5 separate regions of the Mus musculus genome follow, and regions 1, 2, 4 and 5 are each linked to region 3. The links are chromatin contacts, called in public HiChIP or PLAC-seq and promoter capture Hi-C maps. All regions are on one chromosome and are shown on one strand. Each heading gives the region's core, a stretch centred on a gene start, on an enhancer-like site or on the middle of the called end of the contact. The rest is flanking DNA. Distances are from core to core; before and after follow the strand shown. Region 1 overlaps Lpp (LIM domain containing preferred translocation partner in lipoma). Region 2 has its middle 200 kb from the start of P3h2. Region 3 overlaps Tprg (transformation related protein 63 regulated). Region 4 has its middle 40 kb from the start of Gm41436. Region 5 holds the start of P3h2 (prolyl 3-hydroxylase 2).

Region 1 (2,700 bases), core at 84-2,583, 880 kb before region 3:
TTGTCTTGTTTTTGTTTGTTTGTTTGTTTGTTTTTTGGGTTTTGTTGTTGTTGTTGTTTTTGTTTGTTTGTTTGTTTGAGTTTTCTCACAAGGCCTCAGGAATCTCTCCTCACACAGCTTCATCCATGGCCCGTGTTTCCACGGTGGAGAACAGAAGCCTCTGAGATTTGCTAACCTTGCCGCCCTCTCTTCCAATCTGGTTCTCGTCCCTTTAAGTGAGCATAAGAAAACAAATCAAAACCAAACCAAAGCACCGTTTCTCCCCTTTCTAAGTTCAGGGTGTGAATCACTTCTCCCTGCCCTCTGCATTTCTGTGAATGTTTCCTAGATGGACTCAGTGGGCTTCCAGTAAAGACAAACAGCTCAGAGAGCAGATTGCACTCACACTCACAGCCTGAGTCCTGTGACCCAGACATTGGAACTCAGTGCCTAATATGGTAATAAGAGGAGCAGGAGAGGGAGCCGACGAGGATGCCAGACATGCAATGCATTGCTAAGAAATGTACGTGCACTACTGAAGAAACAGGGCGCTTGCTCCTTGATTTCCACGTTATGTAGGACATGAACTGTGAAGTTCTGAGAAAGAAGCCAGTGTTCCAGGCATCTGCCACAGGGAAAAGTTTATTTTCCCTTTGCTCTTCAGACATGAGTCGGCTTAATTCAGTTAGTGTTCAAATCAATGCTAGCATGGGATGGGAACTAAGAAATCATTCTTACAGCCAGCAGACATAGGTTTTCTGCCCAGTTCGACTGCCATTCAACTGTGAAACGCACTTTCTTCCTGGCGTGCCTTTTTCAGCCGTGAAGTGGCTGGATGCTGTGATCTCCAAGACATCTAACGTATCTGTTTGCTTTCCTTCTAATTTTGTCTGAGATAATTTCATTTCCTGTGGAATTCCCCAAACAAAGCATTTTCTAATTCTTCCAGATACTTTCTGTGACTTGAACTAAAAAGACAGAATAAATACTGGCTTTGCATTTCCATTGTGACTTCCTTAAGTATGTTTGGCAGACTGTTCCCTGTGCTTGGCAGAGCTTTTCTCGATCCTAGGCACATTATGCCTTTCTTCCACCTTGGTCCACCTCCTTTCCCCATTCTCTTATCTCTGGACAATCAGTGTGTGTAGGGAGGCATCTAGTACATGGCGCAGGTTTACACCACAGTTTTACACTAATTCAATGCAGCCTTTCCATGGCCTTGCCCAGTCATTGCTGCTCTTATCCATTCAGCCTGCTTTATGGGAGAAGTGGGGCCAGCAGGAGGGAGGTCCCACTGCTTCCCTGCACTCTACAAGATGGAACTGGGCATGAGAGAGTTTTCCAGGCAGGGACTGGATGAGTCACTGGGCTGTCACAGATGTTAAATAAGACTGAGAGAAGAATGGAGTGTGGTCATCTGCGTGTGAGGCAATGAAAGGCTTTGAATGCTTTCTGTCTTTATGGGTTCTGCAATCTGTTATCCCTAAGTGCTGTAGTCTTGTTACGGGCATCTGTGACTTACCCTTTTGGTAGATGGTTGTAGTCAACGCTGACCTCTCCCCATTCGCAAGGTGTATTTCTAACATAAGATAAAGGAACTTTCTCTGACAGAAGATAAAGGAAATTCTTGACAGATTTCCAGCCTTGTGGTTATTATATCGCAATGGCAGCTTGTCTATCCCAAGTAACTGTAGAAAGTTACTGCTCTGAGAAAGCCATAGGGCATTAGGAGTCCCCCTTTCCCTTGTTAAGGACCCTGCAGGAACTACATTTCCCTGTTACAGTTTAGGCTGGCTATAGAGCAGCCCCCTGGTCCTGGGAGAAAGGGGAGGGCAGAGATGAAGCTGTATAACAGAGGGGTTGCTTTGGAGAGATCGGGAGACAAGAGGTCTGTGTTCTGGGGAAGCCATGTCAGAGCTCACTCTTGAGTCATGCTTCATTCTCCAGATCCTCATTTCTCTGTCTGGCAAATACGATTGGTCCTTGAAAGTCTCTTCTAGCCCCAAAGCCTACAGATCAGTTTCTTTGTGTTTCATGTTGTTCCTTCTTGTTCAGCAGTACCAAGTGGATCGATTTGCATCAAATTGCCATTGTGTTCTTTAACACCAAACAGAGCCCAGACAAAGCCACACTTTTGCCTTAGGTGTTCACTGTAATATCGAGATCAGATTCTTCCGTGTAGCGTCTGACTCCCCTTTATCACCTAGTTCCAACCCATGGTGCTCGTCGAGGGCAACCGTTTGCTTGTCTGGGTGGCACCATCTTAAAGATGACCTGAGTGTGAGCACTTTGTGCTGTACAGTATAAAAGAATGAAGGCACTGAACACTGTGCATGTTGACTTCTTCTCAGGGCCAGAACCGAAGGGTAAAGAGCAAGCACGATTTCTGGGATTCTCTAGCAGTCTCTACAAATAGCTCAGAGGTAGACGTAGGGACACCGAGACCAGTGCATCTTCTGCTTCAGTAAAAGCATAAATTTTAATGGTTACAAATGCGTGGTGCTATTATGAGGAAACCACAGGAAAGACCAGTCATATAAACAGTAATAATTTATTGACCATGACTAATCCTTTGGGGAGTATGATAGATGACGTAGGCTTATAAGCGCTTTACAGTGGACTAACCCCTTCCACATTCAGTAATTCACCAGCTCTCTATACCTTGTCCATAAGGGTGGCAGGCTTGTGAGTGTTACCTTCATTTTACTAATGACCACAGTG
Region 2 (2,700 bases), core at 26-2,525, 530 kb after region 3:
CGGCAGATATTATGATATTTAGTAGTATATATGTAAGACCTGGGTTTGTCTGTTTGGTTCACAGTCTGGGACACACTTGAGGATACATATATACAACCAGTATCAATGAAACACCTTACATTGTAATACTGTACTGTCAATGACTTGGAGAAACATGCTTTGGAAAGGAGATCAAGAGAATGTCAAAGGAAAGCAGCCTGTGGACTCTTTTATATCGAGACCATAAGAACAATCTCCCAATGGTGTGCCAACATAGAAAGCCTTCCTTTGCTTCTCAACATCAGTGCTGAAGAAGCCCATACCAATCTGTGTTCCCAGATGCTATGAGTGGTGAGATTGTAGACTATCAACAAAAGTGAACTCACATGCACCTTGTGACTCTACTGTTAGCACATATCATGAGTTGATCATCTAAGATCATGAAGCCAGTCAACAACTGATTTGAGTTACTACTTAAGTTTCTTTTTTATACTCCTCTCAATGTTCTATCAGAGTGTGGTAGCTCAACATTCTGAAGCTTTCCCCTGACTTTCGTGGACAAGGCATGCTCTAGTTCAGCTTGAACCACTAACATATTAGCAAGATCTTACAGATGAAATATGCCTTATGTTATTTAGTGAGCCTGCATCTGTAGTCATTGGTCCAGTTCTACCTGGCATAAAGGCAAATCTGCATCTTCCTAGTGGGCTGTCTAGATGAATTAAAATAAATAAAGCTCATTATGGTTACTTCGGGTGGTCATTTTGTGCCACTTTACCCATATACTGCTGTTTCTAAGATACTTTAGAGACAGAGATAGCAAAAGGGAAGTGGATTTCTGTGGGCCTAGATGGAGAGCCAGTCTCATCAAAGCTAGGGAATGCTTTATTCTTCAAAGACCTTAAGTAGTCATATTGTTCCAGTTTAGCTAATGCCTGCTTTGAAAAGAGACCTGGGATGCGTTTTCCACTAAGTTAATCCCACTGAAAGCTTCTTCAATTAAGTCAAGCTTTAGGGTCCAAGAAATAGACAAGTGAATTAAGCCTCTGTGACTCAGCTCCTCCTTCCTCATTGCACAGCCAGGAATGTGAGGAGGAAATGAGTTGGATCAAATCTATGCTACAGATCCATGAAGCAAGGAACCTGGCCCTAAACACACCCAAGATGCTTTTCCAACAAAATACCTGTGCATTACAGTAAGTCTACTCTAGCACTTGGTCCCAGTGAGTAAGAATCTCACATTTATGAGTCTGGAAAGAAGATGAATAAGAGAAAGGCACGTATCCATGCAAAGGGGGTTTGGGTGGGGCCAGCATACTGGCATTAACAGGAACTGGCTGATTCATTACCACAGACTAGTACCCCTGCTAGCATTTAGGAAATACAAACACATAACATATAACTGATGTCTTTATACCATTCCAAAGGAGAATAGTCTGAGAGTGCAATAACAGGACAAGATGGGGGAGGAAGCCCTAATCAAGTGGCACAGTGTGAGGTGAAGCTCTGACACAGTACCTTTACCCCGAACTTGAAACTGAACTCTGTTGTGGCAAGTTCAAATATAGGGACTCAAGCTGAAGGTAAAGATCTTGGAATTTCCCTTATTAATCATCAATAAAAAGCCTCTTTCTGAGGTAAGTAAATTTCCAGCCTCTTCCAACTTTTGGTGTTCCAGTAAATCTAAAGACAGCCATGGTTGCTGACTATTGAGAATGGAGCCTGTTAATGTGGAGCTCTGTATTGAGGAACAAGCCTTCTGAAATGTGTCCAGACACTAATCCAACACCATCACATTGTTTATATTGCACACAATTTCTTTTACTTTGCAGGTCTCTGTTTGCTAATTTGCTGATACAAAAAGAGGTAGTTTTGTTTTTCTCTTCTTCTTTATAGTACTGGAGATGGAAACAAGGATTTGTGTGTGTTAGACAGCCACTCTCCACTGAACTCCCAGACCACCCATGTTTATTTCTATTTTGATCCTTTACAGGCTTCAGTTGGTTGTCCAAGCTGTTCTGAGCTCAGTATTTAACCCTATCAGGCCCTAACTAATACTTTCCCATTCACCCCACTTACATTGTATGGCAGGTCACATAACTCAGCATTCCCAGGTTAAATTTTCACTCATATCATTACTGATGGAGTGATTTTACTTAAGTTGTTGTACCTGTCTCCAACTTAGACAATAGTGAAGTCATTCTAATACATATACAAAAAGATGAGTCTAACTTTTAATAATCAGTAATAAAGTAACAAGATCTCAATAAATACTCCTGATTCTTAAGACAGCCACTAATAATATTGCTCACAAATCCTTAGGGTTAACGTAGTGAAAATGGCCATCTTACCAAAAGCAATCTACAGATTCAGTGCAATTCCCAATCCAAATTCCAGCACAAGTTTTTATAGACCTTGAAAGAGAAATTCTTAATTGCATATGGAAAAATAAAAAGCCAAGGATATCAAAATTTCTAAACAATAAAAGAATTTTTGGAAGATAAAAACATTCATGACCTTAAGTTATACTACAGAACAATAATGAGAAGAACCACATGCTATTGGTACAGAGACAGACAGGTTGATCAACGGAATATAATTAAAGACCCTGAAATAAACACACACATACCTGTGGACACTTGTTTTTTGACAAAGAAGCCAAAACCATACAATGGAAAAAAGAAAGCATCTTCAATGAATGGTGCTGTTCTACTGGCTGTC
Region 3 (2,700 bases), core at 6-2,505:
CCATTTTTATTAGATCTTTGAGAATTTCACAAAACATATTCATCTCCCTCCCCCGACTCCTCCCAGACCTTTCCCACTCACCTAACTTTGTTTCCTCTTCATTAATTTAAACCCATCAAGTCCAATTTGCATTGCCATGTAGTCCTGGAAATGTGACTTTCCAGGGGACTGTGGTTGACCCACCAGGGGTTACAGCCTCAAAGAAAACTGTTTCATTACTTCTCTACATTATTGACCTATAAATCCTTTTCTCCCAATCATAATATTTGTGTCAGAAAAATTCTGGAGATAGAGGGACCCATAGAGACTATATAAGACCCAGAAGGGCAAAGCAACTTAGGTAAAATTACAGTTACAGAGACATAAACAACTGTGGGGCCCTGACTACTCAGGAAAACTCAGGCTTGGATCACAAAGCAAAGTGGCTTCACATACTGACTCTTATTTCTTGTCAGCCAATTCTCATCAGTAAAGACGGAAATTAATAACAGCATTTCAGGGATGTTGGTCAGTGTAAGCAGGTACTCTATTGGAAAGCCTAGTGGTTTGCTCATATGCAGTCTCTTGAATTTGGTTTGGACTCTTGGTGAGATCATGTGTTTTACAGTTTACAGCACAGTTAACCCTCCCCACCTGGTACAAGAGTACAACTCAGCCCTTGGTGGGAAAACAGTGCAAACAGTCCCTTCAGAATGTCTTCACGTCATAGGCTAACCAAGTTATAGCATGCTTTTCCCATATGTAGTTTAAGCATCTATTATTATGTTTGGGATATGCTTTGGCTTGTATTGCCAAACCTGTATAATTAAGTGTTATATTATAGTGGGCTCCACAGCATTGGGCAACGAAATGAATTCTGGCCTTGTAATCAGCTGAATTTTGTGCCAACTCTACAAGGCACTAGCTCTGTGATTGTACACGAATTTCCTTTCGAATCCATAAAGTGACAGTTCAAAAAAAAGAAAAAGGGGATATGACCGATTTTCAGATCTCATTTGCGGGGATTTTCTTCTGGGAATGCATCGGAGACTCCTACTGTCTGTGTAAGGTTTCATGTTGACTGCTGAGATCACTCTTCTAATCAAATCCGCTCAATCGTGGATGATTAAGATGATTTCCCAACCGCAGACCTCTCCTGCTCAAAGTTCTCTCTTTAAATTTACTGCCAGAGCTCAGTGGAGTTCAGTAGCCAGCTCAGATGCTGACAGACCTGGGAGACAGTACCGCCTCCTACAGGAAGGTGGCGCGAGAGACTCTTCTCATAGATCAACCAGGAGGCTAATGGCCTGGAATGGAATACTCACAGAATCAGTAAACTGGTGACCATTCAAAGCAGACTTCCCTTTTCGGGCATCCGGACTGTTAGTTGTCCAGCCTCAGAGGACTTCTGGTAAAACAGAATTGACTTGGGGAAGACTTTGCTTGTCATGATTTTCCCTGAGTGAAGTGGAAGTCAGCTTCTCTAAGAGTCGCCCTCCTCCCCCTTCTCTTCCTTATCTCCATGGAGTTAGGAGTCAGCCCATTAATTCAGTATCTATTCAGTTCTTGCAGTGTGCCAAGCATGCCAGAGCTGAGCTCTGGGGAGCAATGTGTGAAGTATTCGTTTTTCCGGGGCAAACGGTGAGATTGGAGAAGTATTAAGTATACGGCGTGTGGCAAATGCTGATACTTGTGACCCAGGTGGCACAGAAGGAGTGAAGGGGGCTCACTCAGAGGAGGCTACAGGAAGGATTCTCCAAAGATCCAGAATTTGAAAAATGTTCACTCTCTCCTTCATTTCAGTCCTCCTTGAGCTGATTATCCTGGTAGACAGTGACAAAGAGCACATTCTGGGGGGGGGGGGGGGGGGTCACACGAAGACTGGGGACACGAGTTCTCAACCCAGGCTTATTACTATTGTCCCTGCACAAAGATGGATGGAGGAGACGATCGGAATAGGTTGTTCAGTCCTTGCTGTCTAATTGGTCTCCGTCTCTCTTTCTTTTCCCCACTGATTAGCCTAGAAAAAAAAATCGCTATCTTTCCTAAGTGTTGGCTTTCTTAAAGTTCAGTGTACCCCATCTTCCATGACATAGACCTTTATTGGGGGGCCCTTAGCTTGTGGTTGAAATGTTCACAGTTCTTAACTGGAAAACACTGTTGAGAAAAGCCACAAAAATTGTGAACGTGCCCAGGCATATTGGAAGCTGCCCCCAAGGTCTTTCCATTGACCAGCACAAAGACTATGACGAAGGTGCTGTCTGCCCACTCCTATGTGGAAATCGTGTTGTGTTTGTCTAGAAGCCAGAAGGAAAAAAAATATATGTTGAAAATGGCCTGATGACAGCCTATTTTGAGATACAGATGCCTTGCTACTTCAAATCCTTTCTTGCAAAAATTCTTATAGTTGAAAGGTTTTCATTGGTCTGAAGTCCAAGGAAATGAGCGTCCTTCCTTATCTAATTTAGCTAGACTGACAGTTTGCCTGTAGCTATTGGGAAACAGAGGGCTACTCACAGCCATTGGAGTGAAACCTCTGGGATATGGGATACAGTTCCTAAGTTTGGCCACAGAAATGATTTTTTTCTTTAAAAATGCCCCAGAATGTAATTATATGTCTTTAAACTGGATGCATTTCCAGATCAACATCACTGTGGACTTGGGGTGGGCAGTTCTATATTTATAGAAGTTAAGCTTTGTGAGACTGATCTTTTTTTATTT
Region 4 (2,700 bases), core at 66-2,565, 830 kb after region 3:
ACGCATTCCAAAAATAGCAAAAATATTAAGGAAAATCAGCAACACCAGACCGAGGACAGAATGCCAATGTTCAACTAAAAGTTGTTTCAAAGTAAGAACAAGAGAAATGAGTGGGCTACAGGGGCTACAGTATTTGAAGAAATACATGTTGAAGAGTTTGCCAACGGTGGGGCTGTGATGGAACTCATTTGGCGCAGAGCTTGTTTGGCATGCATGAAGTTCAAGGTCATATTCTACTGCACAGCAAGTTCAGGTCAGCCTGGGCTGCACGAGACCCTGTCACAGTAGTAACGCTAATTTGTCATTTACATGGTAAGTGTTTCACTATCACCTTGGACTGCATCAATTTGCAGTTTGCTTTAGTAGAGCTCCCATGAGCATCTGTTTACTCTTCCAAGTGTCAGAGGAATGTAAGGCATTGTTTTGTTAGGTGGACTAGAGATATTCTTGACCTGTGTTTTTATTTTAATATTGCCATACTGATGTAAAAAGATTTTGTCATTTGCTAGAAAAAGTTCTATTAAGATCCTCTGGAGTCCCCACAGGAAAACGTGTAGAACTGATTAACACTTTCAGCAAAGTTGCAGAGTACAAAGTCAACAGACAAAAACCACAATGGAATTTAATTCATCTGTAATGAAACATAGGAATGTGTAATTTTTAGGAAAATGGATAGAACTAGAAACAATTTTATTGAGTGAGGATGTCTACTAAAAGAAAACCAAATGCAACCAATGTTCTCCATGTGTGGACACTTAATTTTGATTTTTAATTCTTTCTGCTCAACTCAGAGTACCTGTAGAAGCTGAGGAACCAGAAAAAACCACTGGAAGGGTGATTCTTTAAAAGAGAGGGAGAGAATAAAATGCAGATAACATAAAAGAATGTGGACACTTGAGACAGAAGGCAGGGAAAGGGGTGTGGGAGGAGAGATAGTGAGAAGGGAAGAATTAACCAAAACAAACTATTTTTTAAAAACACACACACACACATGGAAAGCTACAGACTTGTGACCAAATTAAAAATATAATTTATAGTTTATTTTTAAATTGGAAGTGGCATCTTTTCATGGCTAGTAAATGTTGTTCCCAGAAGCCACAGATTATTAAACAAATTCCCCAGTGCCAGGGGTGGGATACCTCCTTATGAGTCATTTGGCCAGGGAATCTCCAGATGCCCCGAAAACAATACAGGCTTTTGTTATTCCTCTTAGTCATCCACCAAACTTTATAATAAGACACTAATACCAAAGACGCCACAAGTCTTGGATGCACGTGTATTTACATTCCACTGTATGACAAATCAAGCTGGAGCTGAGATGGAACATTCCTCCTTGCTAGATAGCTTGCATAGTCTCAGAAGCCTCTTTGCAAGCTGCTTAAGGAAGAAGAGTTTGAGTGGTCTCACCCAGCTGTGAGTCCTACAGTCTATAAGACCAACTTGTCTGGCAAGGTGTGTTCACTTGCACAATAGTGGCACTTTTGTTTTTGGGATAACCAACTGTTCTCCGATTGGATTTTAGATCTGCTCCTTAGCTGTATTAGTCAGGGTTCTCTAGAGTCACAGAACTTACGGATAGTCTCTATATAGTAAAAGAATTTATTGATGACTTACAGTCAGCAGCCCAATTCCCAACAATGGTTCAGTCGCAGCTGTGAATGGAAGTCCAAGGATCTAGCAGTTACTCAGTCTCACACAGCAAGCAGGCGAAGGAGCAAGAGCTAGACTCCCTTCTTCCAATGTCCTTATATTGTCTCCAGCAGAAGGTGTAGCCCAGATTAAAGGTGTGTTCCACCACACCTTTAATCCCAGATGAAAGGCATAGCCCAGATTAAAGGTGTATTCCTTGAACTCGGAGATTTAATCTTCTGGAATCCATAGCCACTATGGCTCAAGATCTCCATACCAAGATCCAGATCAGAAACTTCTATCTCCAAGCCTCCAGATAAGGGTCACTGGTGAGCCTTCCAATTCTGGATTGTACTTCATTCCAAATATAGTCAAGTTGACAACCAGGAATAGCCACTACATTAGCGGATGGGAGAATCCACACCTAGTACTGTAAACATGCTCAAAATCACACATCTCAGGAGATCATAGGCCAAGTAGGGAAGTGAATAGTAATTTTGGCAAATGAACATGATATCTATATGTCTTTTAAATACCTAAATTTACACCTATGGGTACATGATATTTTCAGCCTTAGAGAATCCTTTTTCCTCAGTGAGTGGTGGTGAATGCAGATACTCATGGCTTTTGGGGTGGTGAGAATAAGTGGTAGATCCTTGGTCAGTCCTAAACAAAACATTTATGTCAACCCATGTAAGGCTCAGTTAATGTTGTAGGAGAGAAACACATGAAAGAACACAAGACACAGAAGATAGGGAGAACAGCTGTGAAATATCATCTCCTCGACAAACTTAACTACTGTAATCACAAATGTAGAGTTGCTGTGAAGCCTGGGCTTGTCAATAGTCAGCATGGATGTCAAAGGCACTCAGGACCCTAATCCTCACGTTTGGATTATTTGCTGCTGATAGATTCATGAAGAAGTTTTATACCTGAGAATGGTTCCACCAAGCTGCAAAAGATAGTTACAACTCAATTGTCACAAGATGGCCCTAATTAACCTAAATGGGTCTCTCTCTCTCTTTCCCTCTCTGTTTCTGTTTCTGTCTCTGCCTCTCTCGATTTCACACA
Region 5 (2,700 bases), core at 57-2,556, 730 kb after region 3:
AGTTTGTGGAAGTGAGGGGCTGGGTAATTCATTCTACATTTTTGCCATGCAGCTAGTTAGGTCTTTTTAACTGGGGCTCTGGGGTATGCCAGTTTTGATTGTATACCTCCTGACAGCAACTCCGGGGAAGGTACATAGACGCAAGTAAAAGCAGAGAGCGCTGGGCATCTGAGGTGAAGTGGTCCTAAATGGTGGGAACCCCAGGAACCTAAACCAGTACCAAAGAAATCCGCACTTTCAGTAGATTGCCTCATACAGCTTCAAGCATCATTCCTCCACGACTTTTTATCTCGTTGCTCTTCTTTAGTTGAAGAGAAATAACTTTTAGGACCGTTTAGGGCCGTTTCTTAAACTTAGAAGATCAGACTGCAGAGTAAGAGGGATAGCTAAAAGGAGATCAGGAGTGGGCTATGTCAAAGAATTTACTCTAGGTCTAGGTAGAGCACAACCACCGAAGTGTTGAAAGACACTTTTGATATGCTCTTCTTGGCACAGCCCATTTTTGCGAGTGAAGAGGACGCTGAGACAGAGAGCAAAGCTGATCTGCCCACTTTCATCTAGTCTAGTCTCTGGGCTTCTACTTGCACGCAAAGCAGAGCCACTGCGAAAGGCTGGATGGAGTGTAGAGCAATGCTCCCTCCCACCCCACCCCCTATCCCACAAAGCCAACCCTAGGGTCACCCGCGATGGGCGCAGCCACGTTCAGTACCTTGATGTAGGCCCTCTGCAGGTAGTTGTAGGGAACTCTGCGTTGGAAGTCGCTGCGCACGTCCTCGCTGACGCGGTGGCGGGACGCGGGGCCGCCCAGGCGCTGGCTCTGGCAGCTGCGGGAGCAGCGCGCCCGCTCCAGCACCGCGCGGAAGAAGGGCAGCTCGGCTCCGGGGCCGGCGCCGGGGGGCGCGAGCGGACGGCGCGCCGCGCAGTGGCGGGCGCAGCGCGTGCGGATGTCCCGTAGGCGCCGGTGACTGCTCAGGGCGGCTTCCAGGTCCCGCACCGCTCGCTCATAGTCGCCGCTGTAGTAGGCAGCCACGCCGCTGGCGTAGAGCAGGTCGAAGGGCTGCAGCGGGCCGCGCTCGGGCTCTGGCTCCGGGGACCGGCGACCGTCCTGGGGGCCGCCCCGCTGCGGTGTGGGCAGCAGTAGCAGCAACAGCAGCGACACCCACGTGCTCTCCCGCATCCTCCGCCGGACCCGTGGAGGGAGATCGTCGCGCTTCTTGCCTGCCCCACCGCAACTCACGTTCGAGCCCCGCTCCAACTCCGAGGGCTAGCGAGCCGATCCTGCCGTGATCCCGCTGCGCGACAGCCCCAGGTGACCGCCGGCAGCGCTGCGGTCCTGGAGGCGGAGGCTCGCCCAGCTGGCCGCTCTTAAAGGGACGCCTCCAGCTCACACGCTCCTCCTGCCGCCGAGCCTCCGCGAGCCGCGCTCCAGCTGCCTGAGAGCTAGCACAGTCCTGAGAGGCCGACCCCTGGGGACAAGTTTTGCGTGTGGGGTCCCTTGTGGGTGGCAGAAGACGATGGTGTTGCTTTATCTTCAGCACTTGGGGAAGTGAGGTCCACAGTCGTTTTCTGGAATCTATGTGGACTTGCTCTTTGCAGTCCTTCACTCTTAGATGCAACATGAAGGGGCATTTCAGACTGCCTGAAAAGCTCTAGAGAAGGGGAGGAGGGCCCCTGGCCAGTTGAGTAGGTTTGAGGAGAAAGGGGTTTGCCCAAGTTTATACAGCTAAGAATAAGCAAAGGATGAACCTAGCTCTGCCCCACAAAAATAGAAGCTTCCCGCCCTCCTGTAGGGCAGGGTCTCCTCCCTCTTGCTTTCTCCCATGGCTAAGTGTGGATGTGTTCCTGTATTGAATGTGAAGACTGGGCAAGAACGATAAATAACCCGAGTTTCCTGTTCAGACCGCTGGAGGAAAGTGGAGCTGTACATTAAGTTCTGCCTTTGGCAGTTTTCCAGATGTGCACTGGGCCTCTGTTACTTACCTCATCCAAAGCAGCCAAATGCCCAACATGTCCAGTGATATTCAGACATAAATCCCTATTGTGAGAGTTGAACAAAGAGTCAGTTTAACAAACCCAGTACCCCAGGACTTAAGCAATGAACATCAATCTAGAAGTGGGAAACTTGACAGAAACAGCTGCCAGAGTCCAAGGAACTAGCTGGAGGCTTTCCTGTTCCTCCCCGTCTGTTGGGTCATAAATACCTTCTTAGCCAAGGTGTTCCCCTCTTTTCTGTCCCTTGGCTCCACACTCCCAGAAAAAGGGGGGGAAAGTGTGTTAGACTCTGGAGTCCAGCCTGCAATTCCCTGGGAGGACTTCTGTTTGTCTGGAACTGTCTGTGGGAATCTCACCTCAGTCTCTGGGCCATTGGAAAGATAACCAACGGGAAAGAACCGCATATATTGTCCAACTGACCCGAATTTGCTGAAGAAAGTCTTTGTGTAAAATGGTCACTATTCAAAAAAGGTGGCTAGTGTCGCAACCTTTCCCTTCTTCTTGTTGAGTTTCTCACCCTTTTGGCCATGAACCGCGCTGGCTAAATAACTCTGAAAAAAAAAAACTGATTCATGTACATATTAATTTTTACACCAAAATTCTCAAAATTGTCTATTTCCATTCATGGCAAATCTTGCCTTAGATGGTCAGTGCTCCAGAATTAGCAAAGAGTTTTTTTTTTTTTTCTCCTGGTGATGAACTGTTCAG

The links. Promoter capture Hi-C pulls out the DNA fragments that hold promoters and counts their contacts. HiChIP or PLAC-seq counts read pairs in DNA pulled down with a chosen protein or histone mark.
Region 1: a contact with region 3 is called in a FOXA1 HiChIP or PLAC-seq map of pancreatic cancer cells. The contact joins two enhancer-like sites. A contact is called at or near these places in 1 of 15 datasets of contacts at CTCF or cohesin (the NIH/3T3 cell line) and 2 of 115 datasets of contacts at active chromatin or transcription factors (pancreatic cancer cells and vascular smooth muscle cells).
Region 2: a contact with region 3 is called in a FOXA1 HiChIP or PLAC-seq map of pancreatic cancer cells. The contact joins two enhancer-like sites. A contact is called at or near these places in 3 of 15 datasets of contacts at CTCF or cohesin (the NIH/3T3 cell line and pro-B cells), 2 of 484 Hi-C or Micro-C datasets (liver and uterus) and 2 of 115 datasets of contacts at active chromatin or transcription factors (embryonic stem cells and pancreatic cancer cells).
Region 4: a contact with region 3 is called in a FOXA1 HiChIP or PLAC-seq map of pancreatic cancer cells. The contact joins two enhancer-like sites. A contact is called at or near these places in 1 of 15 datasets of contacts at CTCF or cohesin (the NIH/3T3 cell line), 26 of 484 Hi-C or Micro-C datasets (the C2C12 cell line, the HL-1 cell line, LSK cells and 20 more) and 1 of 115 datasets of contacts at active chromatin or transcription factors (pancreatic cancer cells).
Region 5: a promoter capture Hi-C map of embryonic stem cells shows a contact between it and region 3, with 2.8 times the contacts expected there. The contact joins the promoter of P3h2 here to the enhancer-like site in region 3. A contact is called at or near these places in 5 of 39 promoter capture datasets (embryonic stem cells, hippocampal neurons, liver and 1 more), 1 of 484 Hi-C or Micro-C datasets (cortical neurons) and 2 of 115 datasets of contacts at active chromatin or transcription factors (bone marrow-derived macrophages and pancreatic cancer cells).

The regions. Positions count from the first base shown.
Region 1 is chr16:24,494,323-24,497,022 of GRCm38.p6, forward strand. All of the region lies in intron 3 of Lpp (LIM domain containing preferred translocation partner in lipoma), which reads left to right. Among named protein-coding and RNA genes, the nearest start is that of Gm24440, 89 kb to the left of the region's middle. Within about 2 kb of position 1,334, at least 100 of the 459 cell types and tissues checked have an H3K27ac peak or open chromatin away from gene starts, as enhancers often do. A contact at or near this core is called in the NIH/3T3 cell line and pancreatic cancer cells, where this site is marked.
Region 2 is chr16:25,904,321-25,907,020 of GRCm38.p6, forward strand. No RefSeq gene overlaps it. Among named protein-coding and RNA genes, the nearest start is that of P3h2, 200 kb to the right of the region's middle. Within about 2 kb of position 1,276, at least 16 of the 459 cell types and tissues checked have an H3K27ac peak or open chromatin away from gene starts, as enhancers often do. A contact at or near this core is called in the NIH/3T3 cell line and pancreatic cancer cells, where this site is marked.
Region 3 is chr16:25,375,641-25,378,340 of GRCm38.p6, forward strand. All of the region lies in intron 4 of Tprg (transformation related protein 63 regulated), which reads left to right. Among named protein-coding and RNA genes, the nearest start is that of Tprg, 90 kb to the left of the region's middle. Within about 2 kb of position 1,256, at least 33 of the 459 cell types and tissues checked have an H3K27ac peak or open chromatin away from gene starts, as enhancers often do. A contact at or near this core is called in the HL-1 cell line, the NIH/3T3 cell line, embryonic fibroblasts and 2 more, where this site is marked.
Region 4 is chr16:26,210,391-26,213,090 of GRCm38.p6, forward strand. No RefSeq gene overlaps it. Among named protein-coding and RNA genes, the nearest start is that of Gm41436, 40 kb to the right of the region's middle. Within about 2 kb of position 1,316, at least 37 of the 459 cell types and tissues checked have an H3K27ac peak or open chromatin away from gene starts, as enhancers often do. A contact at or near this core is called in the HL-1 cell line, embryonic fibroblasts and pancreatic cancer cells, where this site is marked.
Region 5 is chr16:26,104,507-26,107,206 of GRCm38.p6, forward strand. It overlaps P3h2 (prolyl 3-hydroxylase 2), which reads right to left and starts at 1,307. Exons shown (of 15, transcript NM_173379.3): 1 at 710-1,307. The coding sequence starts at 1,177.